Regions from separate parts of the Mus musculus genome. Here regions 2, 3 and 4 are each linked to region 1. The links are chromatin contacts, called in public Hi-C maps. All regions are on one chromosome and are shown on one strand. The core of a region is the stretch at or near the end of the contact, and the rest is flanking DNA. Distances in the headings are between cores, read along the strand shown.

What was found. Hi-C and Micro-C count contacts between places; a contact is called where the count stands out from the background.
Region 2: a Hi-C map of B cells shows a contact between it and region 1, with 44 read pairs. The contact joins the promoter of Meig1 here to the enhancer-like site in region 1. A contact is called at or near these places in 21 of 39 promoter capture datasets (the 3T3-L1 cell line, 3T3-L1-derived adipocytes, the C10 cell line and 14 more), 3 of 15 datasets of contacts at CTCF or cohesin (CD8 T cells, large pre-B cells and pro-B cells), 23 of 484 Hi-C or Micro-C datasets (B cells, the Ba/F3 cell line, CD4 T cells and 17 more), 19 of 115 datasets of contacts at active chromatin or transcription factors (the 230-238 cell line, CD8 T cells, DN3 thymocytes and 13 more) and 3 of 9 other capture datasets (adipose tissue, liver and macrophages).
Region 3: a Hi-C map of B cells shows a contact between it and region 1, with 45 read pairs. The contact joins the promoter of Suv39h2 here to the enhancer-like site in region 1. A contact is called at or near these places in 20 of 39 promoter capture datasets (the 3T3-L1 cell line, 3T3-L1-derived adipocytes, the C10 cell line and 15 more), 3 of 15 datasets of contacts at CTCF or cohesin (CD8 T cells, large pre-B cells and pro-B cells), 7 of 484 Hi-C or Micro-C datasets (B cells, CD4 T cells, bone marrow-derived macrophages and 3 more), 15 of 115 datasets of contacts at active chromatin or transcription factors (the 230-238 cell line, CD8 T cells, bone marrow-derived macrophages and 9 more) and 3 of 9 other capture datasets (adipose tissue, liver and macrophages).
Region 4: a contact with region 1 is called in a Hi-C map of bone marrow-derived macrophages, with 27 read pairs. The contact joins two enhancer-like sites. A contact is called at or near these places in 18 of 39 promoter capture datasets (the 3T3-L1 cell line, 3T3-L1-derived adipocytes, the C10 cell line and 13 more), 3 of 15 datasets of contacts at CTCF or cohesin (CD8 T cells, the NIH/3T3 cell line and large pre-B cells), 7 of 484 Hi-C or Micro-C datasets (CD4 T cells, bone marrow-derived macrophages, cortical neurons and 3 more), 5 of 115 datasets of contacts at active chromatin or transcription factors (bone marrow-derived macrophages, effector CD8 T cells, embryonic forebrain and 2 more) and 2 of 9 other capture datasets (adipose tissue and liver).

Annotation. Positions count from the first base shown.
Region 1 is chr2:3,798,665-3,801,237 of GRCm38.p6, reverse strand. No RefSeq gene overlaps it. Among named protein-coding and RNA genes, the nearest start is that of Gm36031, 7.9 kb to the left of the region's middle. Within about 2 kb of position 1,272, at least 59 of the 459 cell types and tissues checked have an H3K27ac peak or open chromatin away from gene starts, as enhancers often do. A contact at or near this core is called in B cells, CD8 T cells, the SCID.adh cell line and 12 more, where this site is marked.
Region 2 is chr2:3,417,844-3,420,416 of GRCm38.p6, reverse strand. Meig1 (meiosis expressed gene 1) reads left to right here and starts at 1,288. Exons shown (of 3, transcript NM_001355207.1): 1 at 1,288-1,446.
Region 3 is chr2:3,473,704-3,476,276 of GRCm38.p6, reverse strand. It overlaps Suv39h2 (suppressor of variegation 3-9 2), which reads left to right and starts at 1,291. Exons shown (of 6, transcript NM_022724.4): 1 at 1,291-1,574. The coding sequence starts at 1,331. It also overlaps a transcript of Dclre1c not described here.
Region 4 is chr2:3,497,936-3,500,508 of GRCm38.p6, reverse strand. It overlaps Hspa14 (heat shock protein 14), which reads left to right. Exons shown (of 14, transcript NM_015765.2): 7 at 1,198-1,302; 8 at 2,326-2,487. Among named protein-coding and RNA genes, the nearest start is that of Hspa14, 14 kb to the left of the region's middle. Within about 2 kb of position 1,303, at least 10 of the 459 cell types and tissues checked have an H3K27ac peak or open chromatin away from gene starts, as enhancers often do. A contact at or near this core is called in bone marrow-derived macrophages, granulocyte-monocyte progenitors and hematopoietic stem and progenitor cells, where this site is marked.

The sequences.
Region 1 (2,573 bases), core at 23-2,522:
TTGAACCTCTGAAACTGTAAGCCAACCCCAATTAAATATTTGCTTTCATAAGACTTGCCTTGGCCATAGTGTCTTTTCATAGCAACAAGACCCAAACTAAGACACACAGGTTCCTGTTGGCATAATGTTCTACCCCACCAGCTGGGAATCGAATAGAGCTGGGAACCCTAATCTGAGACATCTGAAACTGAACCAAAGCCACGCTTTCTCCTTGAAGATGTCCCTTGACGTTATTGTTATAGCTCCACGATTATAACAGGCATAAGGCTCATGTCCTGGGAAGCTATAACAATTATCCAATAAAACACTTAGCACAATGTCTAACCTGTGGTAAAGGTTGTCTACTACCATTTCAGAAACCCAGAAGTAGCTTGGTAGAGCAGACCAGTTTGAATAGGACCAAAGTTTCCATGATAGGCAGACTGGCCTTCAACGTAGTGACAAATTTGAAGTGAGGCCATCATAAGCGGAGATCTGTGTTTCAGGAAATGACTCTCATACAGTAAAAGAAGAGAGACAGCGGATGGGGGCAATCAGTCTCCCGTGAATCACTGCAAGGTATGGGTGTGTGGGGTGCCCCTCCCCATGCACCATCTGTTTCCTCTGCAGACTGACACTCCCCTTCCTCCTAAAAGCTCACTCGCTGGATGAATGAATGAGTAAATGAATGAGTAAAACTCATTCTTCCAAACAGATGGAGGCCATTTTATAGCCTGCCAGGAAAACTGAAGGTCAGGAAGCTCAGACGCTGTCCCCTGCCTCATAGTAAACAGCAGCCCTGAGATTCATACAGTGGACTCTTCTGGAGGCAGAAACTGGATACCACACGGACAGGTTTAAACAACACTTACTATTCATTCAGTAAATACCTCAGCCAGACAAGAGCAGAAAACTAGGGGCCTGGGGTGGTGAGGAGACGAAGACCAGTAAGGAAAATAATAACACCACCAACAAACTAACACACGTGGATTATTATTCTAGCTAAAAAATATTTTAAAAGTTCCACTGGATCCCAGTAGGTGGCAGCATCCGGCATCATTTTAAGGCCATTGCAAACAGGTTCAACCACCTGCGCTGAGGGTCTGTATGGGCTAGGTCCTAGCTAGGAGTCGGTTTTATTACTTTATTTAAGCCTCATTCACAATCACTTATAACGATAGGTATGAGCGTCCTAGGCTAAAGGATCAAACTCAGAGCTGCTGAGTCCTGATGTCAAAAGCCGGCACAGGGAGGGAGACCTAACGCTGCGCTGCGCTGTGTCCCTGGGAGAGCTCGCTTCCTACAAGCTACTTACTCTCATTCACCCCCTGCGCTGACTCCTTCTGGACCAAGTTGCCTGCTGTGTGTGCCTTGCTTCCTGACCCTCCACCTTCAGTGTGACTGGCCCAGTCCTCTGCGCACTGCTGAAAAACAACATTCACTAGACTTCCGGTTGGGCTTCGGTTGAGCATCTATTGTTTAACAGGAAATGAAGGGATGGAGCTGGAACTCAGTCATGGAGTTCTCACCCAACATGTGAGAAGCACAAGTTCAAGTTCCAATATTGCCAAAAAGGAAACTATTTATTGAGCAACTACTCATGCCAGGACTTTCATGAAAAACACCAACTTCCAGCCCCGACAGAATTCACCCCTCAAACATTCTCCTCTTGTTCTAGGTTCCTCTGGCTTCCCAAATGACTTTGCAAGGCATGGCCTGGCTCTGACCTGGCCTTAAAGCTTTCCTTCCTGTGCCAACAGGACTGTCCTGATTGACTGCTCCCACAAAATGAGGAGGGGTCAGCATGTCTCTGCCTTGAACCATGGCTTCGGTGTGCTTTCTCTAAGTGAGGGCACAGTGGAGTGTTAGCCCACAAAATGGTGCTTGAAGTTCTTAAGGCCAATGTGGACAGACTTTCAGAAGAGGAATCTGGAGACAGACATCTGAGTTTAAGATCATACAAGTTACTGCTGGATCTGTAATCTGTTGGTGACATGGGCTCTGCAGTCCTTCATGGCATAGGATTCCGGTGACAGAGCCCTGCCTAGCTTGAACAGCATAGAAACAAAACATAGATAAATACGAGAATGGTAACTACTTATGCTTATTAACCACCTCACACATAACCCGGGGAGGCGAACACTGCTCCGTCTACCCCAGTGAAGTCTGCTTGGCAGGCCGAGAGGCCTGGGAGCACTCACGAGGCAGGGAGTTTCAAGGAAACTCAACCTCCTGGAACCTTGGCATTCTCATAACCCGTGTACTCATACCCTATCCCCGTGTTAGTCTGATGTATGGATCCATGTGCTCTCTTTCAGTATTATCTTATTATAAGTGCCTTTAAAGATTGAATTCTGACATAGGTAAGCCTCCACCAGTGTTCCAACGTCCTAGAAAATCCTTGAAGCCAACGAACTAACGAGCTTGGAATTCAGTAGGAATTCAGTGAAAAGGTTACCTATTCAGTAACATTCAAATTTACTTCTAGTAGAGATTTGAAAGTAGGCATTACAAAGAAGAAGCTAGAATAGCTCAGGGCTGGTCTGCAGAGTGATTACTTAGGACAGTAGCCAGTCTCACCCAAACAAGGGAAT
Region 2 (2,573 bases), core at 39-2,538, 380 kb after region 1:
GTTTAGTATTTCTGTCTCACAGCAACCCAAGCAGACAGGCTCTTATTGTTCAGTTGTTACATTGTTATGTAAATTGCACAAGGTCTTCTCAGTAAACAGAGTCCAGACTTAAATTCAAGGCCTGTGTTCTGAAGTGCCTTCCTCGTAGCTACCTTGCTTTTCCTGCTCATAGTGGCAGCAGCGGCAATGTGATGGTGAAATATATTTCCTCACTTTGAGCATGCTGCATACACATTTGCATGCTAGGAGCTGTTCGGCTAGGTATGGCTGGTGCAAAGTGACCCAGGATTACCGAGGAAGACAACAAACCTATAAGAGTCATATGGAAATTTCAAGGCTTTACTGACCTTATAAACCTCTGAAGCTTTCGTTGTTTATTTTGTTTGTTTACTGTGAATAAAATAGAAAGCTATTACAGGGTCACAGCCCAAGCCCAAGACTGACATAATCTTACTTAGATTTTAAGTGTCTGGTGCTGACTGTTGTGTGGAGAACAGGCTATGGGGGTGGGGATCAAGGTTGGGAATTAGTGTGGTGGCCAGAGACTGCCAAGAGATGGCTTTTTGGACTTGGGTGGGAGCTATTAAAGCCAACAGGTCTTGCTGATGGATGGAATAATAGAAACAGAGGATTGTAGGTAACAGCTAGTCAAAGAGGAAAATGTGTAAGTAGAGTTTCCTTTGTTTGGATATGGAATATAAACTGTTTAGATAGGTCTAAAGTTCAGAGATACATCTTGGCTAAGGAAATTAGAGAGTTATAGATCCGTTTTTTTTTTTTAAACTTAAAACCTCTTTAGTGTTAAATGACACTTTTAACTAGGACCTTGCTGAATTTGATCTGTAAAAAAATATGGCTTGTGTTTAACAACTAGTTCACAGAATCCCTGCACTGTTAAGTACTGGTTCCGGGGCTTTTCAATGACTTGGCGTTGACCTTTTCCCTTTCACCCTCGATTTATTAGACAATCATCGTGACTCTCGACTCAAAATACGGATCGTTAATCACTTTTCACCGAAATAGGTGATATATTAACTATCCGTTTAGATACTAATGGGAAAAAAATCTATAGATGGTAACGTTTTCATTTAGTGATCCAAGCACACACTTCTATCAGGATTCTGAACCTGTAAAATGTCTATTCTCTCAAACGCTTTCAACAGCGAGCATTAGTGAGCAGCGCCAACCGGGGAATCCCCTCTGCAGAGAACTCTTCGCCCAGCCTGGCCCTTGTGCATGCGCACAAAGACCCAGAAGCGGGGGGCGGGGTCGGAGGAAACTGGGCTTGGCTCGCTCACGTGGACCGGCCGAGCGGCGTCACGGCGTTGCTAGGAGACGCGCCGGTTACACCGGCCGTAACAGTTGGCCCCTGGCTGTCTCAGCTCAAGATCCCGAGTAGAGAACACGAACACCGCTGCGCCCTCCTGCGAGGCCGGCTGAACGAGGGTAATCGCGGATAGCGGGAGCCGTCCCCCCCCTCCCACACACACACACACTGTATGTATGTGTATGTGATGCCAGGGCTCAGATGCTAGTTCAGTTTCTTCCAGCAGATTATACCTTACAAACATCGTGATATATGGGGGGAAGAAAGCGGTTTCTGGCAGACAGCATGCTAGCTGTGAGAACACTCTTACGGGGTGGCTTTACACAAACGTGGCACACCTAGACCAGAAGGGAGTGCTTGACGGTGGGGGGTACTTTCGTCTTTAAAATGAACATCCGTTTTGAGGACTGTGTTCAGAAAACGATGTTCGGACCCAATGTGAGAACTGAGTTCAGAATACAGTCCCAGTATGTTCGTTATCTCGAACAAGGTTTACACGTAGTTAGAGGGATCCTGCCACCTGCTAGGAGCACAAATCATGATATAAGGTGAGGAGATGGGGATTGGAAGATTAGGCATGTTATCTAATTACGGGTTACAAGGCAAAAGCTCCAGCGACAACACGCTGGACTTGGCCACCCATCCCAAATACACCAATTAAGGAGACACACAAAGTGAACAGTAGAGAAAGATGTAATTAACATGGTACACTAGCGAGGGTAATAAGGAAAAAAATCCTGGGGCCCCAGGTTTGTGTTTGGGGGGCTGGTATGAGCGTAAGGGTTAAGTAGAGGAAGAAACTAAACAGGGCATAAAAGGTATTCATAACGGTCTCATTTAAGTTGTGAGTCCAGGTTGTAGTGTCCTTCACCCCTGTGGTGTCAACTCTCATGCTACAAGGCACCTGGTGGAAATCCAAGATTTCTCAAATTCTTGGCCGCCTAGATCTTCAGCTTTGAAGGGTGGTGAGATAGTTTAAATAGACAGACCATGATTGGATGGTTAACATCCCGGTGCAGATAGGCATTCCTCTGACCCAAAGTAAAGGGGTCAGACAAAACCAAGGCGAAGGTACCAGGCTTCAGCCTCCTTTTGGGTTACCTTGTGGGTCTAAATGAAGAGTTTCTGTGTTATGTTTTTGTAGTCGTTTCTAAATGGCTGTTTGAAGGCTTGAGGTAGTAGCTGGCTCCAGCATAGGTGACTACGGTTACATTAGAACTGAATGTCAGGGACCTAAGTACATACA
Region 3 (2,573 bases), core at 42-2,541, 320 kb after region 1:
TATCAGACAACTGCTATTCCACCAAGCTATCCTCTGCTTCCAGCATCCTTTGCCAATTTTTAAAATAAAACTTAGCAAGACCAAAAATATTTGTAAGACTCTACCCTGACCGTTTTTTGACAAAAGCTTTTAAAGAAGAGCTAGAGAACAAAGCCAGACAGAATGCCTGAGTGGCCTCTGAAGAAGTAACATTTGAGTTAAATCTAGTCACGTGAGAGGGAGCAGCACATGAAGGGGAGTCAGTCAGTTCTTTGATCTAGACCGTGATTTCCAGTTTAAAGTGTTTATTGGGGGAGAAGGGAGCTTTGGCTAGCACCTGTAATTCCAGCTCACCAAAGTGGAAGCAAAAGGGTCAGGACTTGAACATGCTTCTCAGACAAAGCAAGTCTGAGGCTTGTTTCATTTTCTGTTTTAAAGTCTCCTTAGCTGGGTGGGAAGTGGCTGGAAGGGGAGCAATGGAGAGGTCAAGGCAGCTAGGCTGTTTTGGCTGAAGAGAAGACAGGCAGTATGTGCTTGTGAATAGCATTGACATGACTGGCTTACAGAATTGCCGATGGTCTTTTGTGTATAATGGTTCCTCTTACAAGTTTTCAGATTTACAGTGGTAAAACCGAGAACGACCTGACTCTCCCCAAGCATATATGGCTAAAACCTGCCCTCAGCTTAAGTCTGTTAATGTTAGTAAGTCCTTGTCCTAAGTGTACCTTTTACGTTTGCCTTAACTAAGAGGGTTCTTGGCGGGGTTGGTTGGATTCTCACAATTGTCAGGCTTTTCCTTTGAGTCCAGCTGCTACATGGCCACATCAACTCATCAGAATCTCTTTGAGTGGTTTAAACAGACAGCACCTCTCCAGGTGAACCCAACATGCAGTCAAATTTTAAGATCCTGAGTCCTGGTGGTGTGGAGTGAAAGGAAAAGTAGTGGGGCTTCGTTGGGTTGAAGTGCTGAGGAACAAGAGTGGGAAAGGAGCTACCTGCGCACACTAACCCCGCACAGCCTATTTTGCGTTTTGTGGCGGGCACGTCAGGTCTTTGTGAAGCGACTCAGGGGACCGCATGAAGAATCATGGCAAGCGACCTCCGAAGTCAAAGCGAGTAACAAGCCAGCGACGGGCAGGGCCAGTTTCCACGGAAGGCCCCGCCCCTTCCCGCCCCCACCGTGCGGCGCAGGCGCGGTAGCTACCACCGCAGGGGTCGGTCTCCGCTGACGTCAGAACGCCTCGCTCCTCTCAGCCTCCCCGCTCCGGAGTCCCTGGCGGGCCGGGGCGGGGCGTGTGGCCAGCTGAGTTCTTCGGGCTGACCGCGCCAGTTTGAATGAAAGCTCCGCAAGATGGCGGCGGCCAGGGCCAAGGCACGGGGCAGTGAGGCAGGAGCGCGGTGTCACCGGGCTCCAGGTCCGCCCCCGAGGCCCAAGGCCAGGCGAACGGCGAGACGCCGCCGCGCGGAGACCCTGACGGCGCGACGCTCGCGGCCGTCTGCGGGCGAGAGGCGCGCCGGCTCCCAGCGAGCGTGGTCCGGAGCTCCGCGGGCCGCGGTCTTTGGCGACGAGTGTGCACGAGGTGCCTTATTCAAGGGTGAGCAGGAAAGCACACGCGCTGCGGCGGTAGCGGTCGCCACCTCCGAGCCGGGGGTTGGGGGTGGTGGCGGGGCTGAGGTGCGGTGCTGGAGAAAGGGAATCCCCTGGTGCCTGCGTTCGAGCGGGTCTGGCCTCGCCGTGAAGCGCCTGCACACGCAGCCCTGAGCTCCGGGAAACTTTGGGGGGCCCGGCTGGAACTTGCAGGTTATTTCTGTGGATGCTGAAGCCGGGGCACGCAGTGCGCGTGCGTGCGCTCGAGTCGCGCGCCCTTTGAAAGTCTGGGTTGTGCAAAGCCTTCTGGAATGAAAAGGTTGTTCTCCAGCTCTTTCCTCCGCTCCACCCAGATGGTGACACTATTATTCCCGTAGGTAGCTCTTGCCTCCTTGAAGCGTGGTGGGGATGGGATGGTGGAATGGTTTTTATAAACGGGATGTTATAATCTAGACAATGAGGCGTTTTCCTCTCATCATTTTTGGCTGTGGGATTTTGTAAACCAAGTGTTGGCAATTTTTCTTTTTAACATTTCGAGATGCCCCCAAAATGTAGCATTTCTGTTGCGAGGGGCGGTGCATTGTAATTACACGTAACGCTTCGTTATGACGTTTTCATACGAATATATGTACGTTGATCCTCCGATTCAACACCACCCTCCATTATAGTGTTGTGTTTTCAGATTCTCAGCTAGGGGTAAAAATTGAAAAGATAAATAAAACAGCAAACAACTTGGTTACATAAACAAGAGGACTCTCCTTTGCAGATGATTAGCATAAGGAGATTAGCATTAAGACAAAACAGCCTTAAGATTTTTAGAAGCGATTTATGAGACGTTTTTTACAGCTTTCTTGTCTCCAAACCGCCACACCTAAGCAAATAAATGTATTCTGGCAAATTTGAAGGAAAGTCTTTTTGCAGGTGCCAGAAATATGAGTTGTTTGCAGTCACTGGAGTTCGGAAGCTATCCTCACTGGTTTCTGACAATGAAGTCCTTACTGGGAAG
Region 4 (2,573 bases), core at 54-2,553, 300 kb after region 1:
AGCCACTTCTTTTTATTGGGTAGAAGTTATTTTCCTAAGTCCCTGAGCGGATGCTGGCTTTTGTCTAAATGACAGACTTTGGGAAAGGATTTCTGAAACTAGACTATTATTTCAGTTTAACATCGAAACCAAAGAACATAGATTCTGCCCTCACAGGTGTCATGCGATGCGATTCTTAGCTTGCGGGTCCTTACTCTACTCTGTACAGTTCTACCTGTGCTTTGGTAAGCAGAAAACTGCTGTGTGCCCAAAGGAAAGAAATTGAACATTTCCATAATGTTCCAGACATTTTATTACTTCCTAAACTTTATAATCATGGGCGTATATTCGATTTCTTTATTCAGTCAAAAATTACTGATGTTTTTTACCTCATAAGGTCCAGTGTATTCAGGTACAGTGCACAGGGGTGCATGGGTGTGGCTCTGACCTCCCAGAGCTAACTCTAATCCTGACAGTGTGCTCATTGAGTCAGGAGAATGTTCTGAGCAACATGGAGGCCAGGTACTGCTCCTAGACTTTCAGGGCCTAGAGACTGCCCAGAAGAAGTGAACCTTAAAAAAAAAAAAGATCCTTTGGAGAGCTATGTTTTGCATTTCTTTCTGTTTGTGTGTATCTGCACATGTGTGTTGCATATGCATCTGCTGGGACTTGGGAGGCCAGAGGGCCCGACAGGTATCCTCTGTCACTCTACCTTATTTATCTCGTGAGAAAGGCTCTCTCACTGATCCTGGCGCTTACCACTTTCCTGGGCTGTCTGGTTATCAAGGATCCTGCCCTGCCACCTGACTTGATCATGCAAATGCATATGTGCGTGTGACACACCCGGCCCCAGCACTGAAGTTACAGGCACGCACCCCCACACCTTTGTTTTATGTGGGTGCTGGAGATTCAAAGCTAGACCCTCAGGCTTGGGTAGAAGGCCTATTTACTGACTAAACCACCCATAGCTCTAACAGGTTGTTGGGGTTTTTTTCTTACTCAATATAAATGCAAACCATTTTATAGAAAACACTGGCTCTGAACAGTGCATTTTTAGACAGGAAGTCGGTTCTAGTCACTTCCTTTCCACGGGTTCTGCTTTCCCGAGCTGTGTCTTCTGGAGGATCGTTTGCCAGAGCATGAGCCCTTCAGCACAGCTACAAGTGCAGGGCTGGGTATGTTGTGACCCACAATTCACTGAGAGCAAATTGTTTGCAGGGAGGCGGCTGGAGCTGCTGGATTTAACGTGCTGCGGCTGATCCATGAGCCGTCTGCAGCTCTCCTTGCTTATGGGATTGGACAAGACCACCCTACCGGGAAGAGGTAAACCCCAGATCTCCGGCTTTCAGTAGGACTCTGGCAGCCCAGCCACGTGGTGCCAACCTTCACACAGGAAATTCTCGCCTCCCGTCATGCTGAGCAGCGGAGATGGGAAAGCAGGGAAGGAGAGGCTGAGTGTCTCCTGTCATCTCATTTCGTTGTGGAGATTGGCTAATTGTGGAGTACTCCCACCATTGATTTCACTCCCAGTGTTTAGACATGTTGTTTAGAGACAGCTGGTGTTACGTTAACAGAGTTGATGACCACACGTTAGAGAAATTCATTTAGATACAGTGTTAACCTTTCCAAATAGTTAGACCCTGTCCAAATATCTCATGGTCAAAGAAACTAATGTGTATAAATCACTAGGAAATTATTTTGAGGTAAACAGATTAATGTAAAAATATTAGAAATTATGAGTCCTGATATATATTTAAATACATGATGGGGGAGCTGGTTTCTACTGTCCTGGGTTGGATCCATAAGCTATGTTGTATTAACTTATAAAATATTTACAGGATAGCTGTATTTAATTCCTTTCAGATTTATAATAATCATGAAATCCTTGTTTGATTTACTTTGAAAACTTAGTGTTTTCAAACCTAGTCACTCAGAAAAATAGATTCTCCAGTTAACTGACTGAAAGGAGCTTTCATTTAGTTTCAGAAGATTGTAAGTTCAAGGCTTGGTCCAGCACGGGTGACTGGAGACAAGCCGATGACTCATCTGGGCTGTAGACTTTCTTCATTATCATTTAATTTATTTTTTCATGTATATGAGCACTTTTTCTGCATGTACACCTGCATGCCTGAAGATAGCATCTGATCCCATTACAGATAGTTGTGAGCCACACTGCGGTTGCTGGGAATTGAACCCTGGTCCTCTGGAAAAGCAGCCAGTGCTCTTACCTGCTGAGCCACCTCTCCAGCCCTCATAAACAATTCAAACGAATGGCTTCAAAAGTACAGTCTGGCTTTAAGATGATGTGATTCTCAGATGCTTTACCCATTTTTTTCTCTCTTGAAGCAATGTTTTGGTGTTTAAGCTTGGAGGAACGTCCTTATCGCTCAGTGTCATGGAAGTTAACAGTGGGATGTATCGGGTCCTTTCCACAAACACCAGTGACAACATAGGGGGCGCACATTTCACAGACACCTTAGCACAGTACCTGGCTTCGGAGTTCCAGAGGTGAGTATCCAGTCCAGTTTGATCAAGATTTCACTTCAAGGGTTTCTTCCTTGGTTTATTTTGACAATTTAAACTTGTCCTTTTAT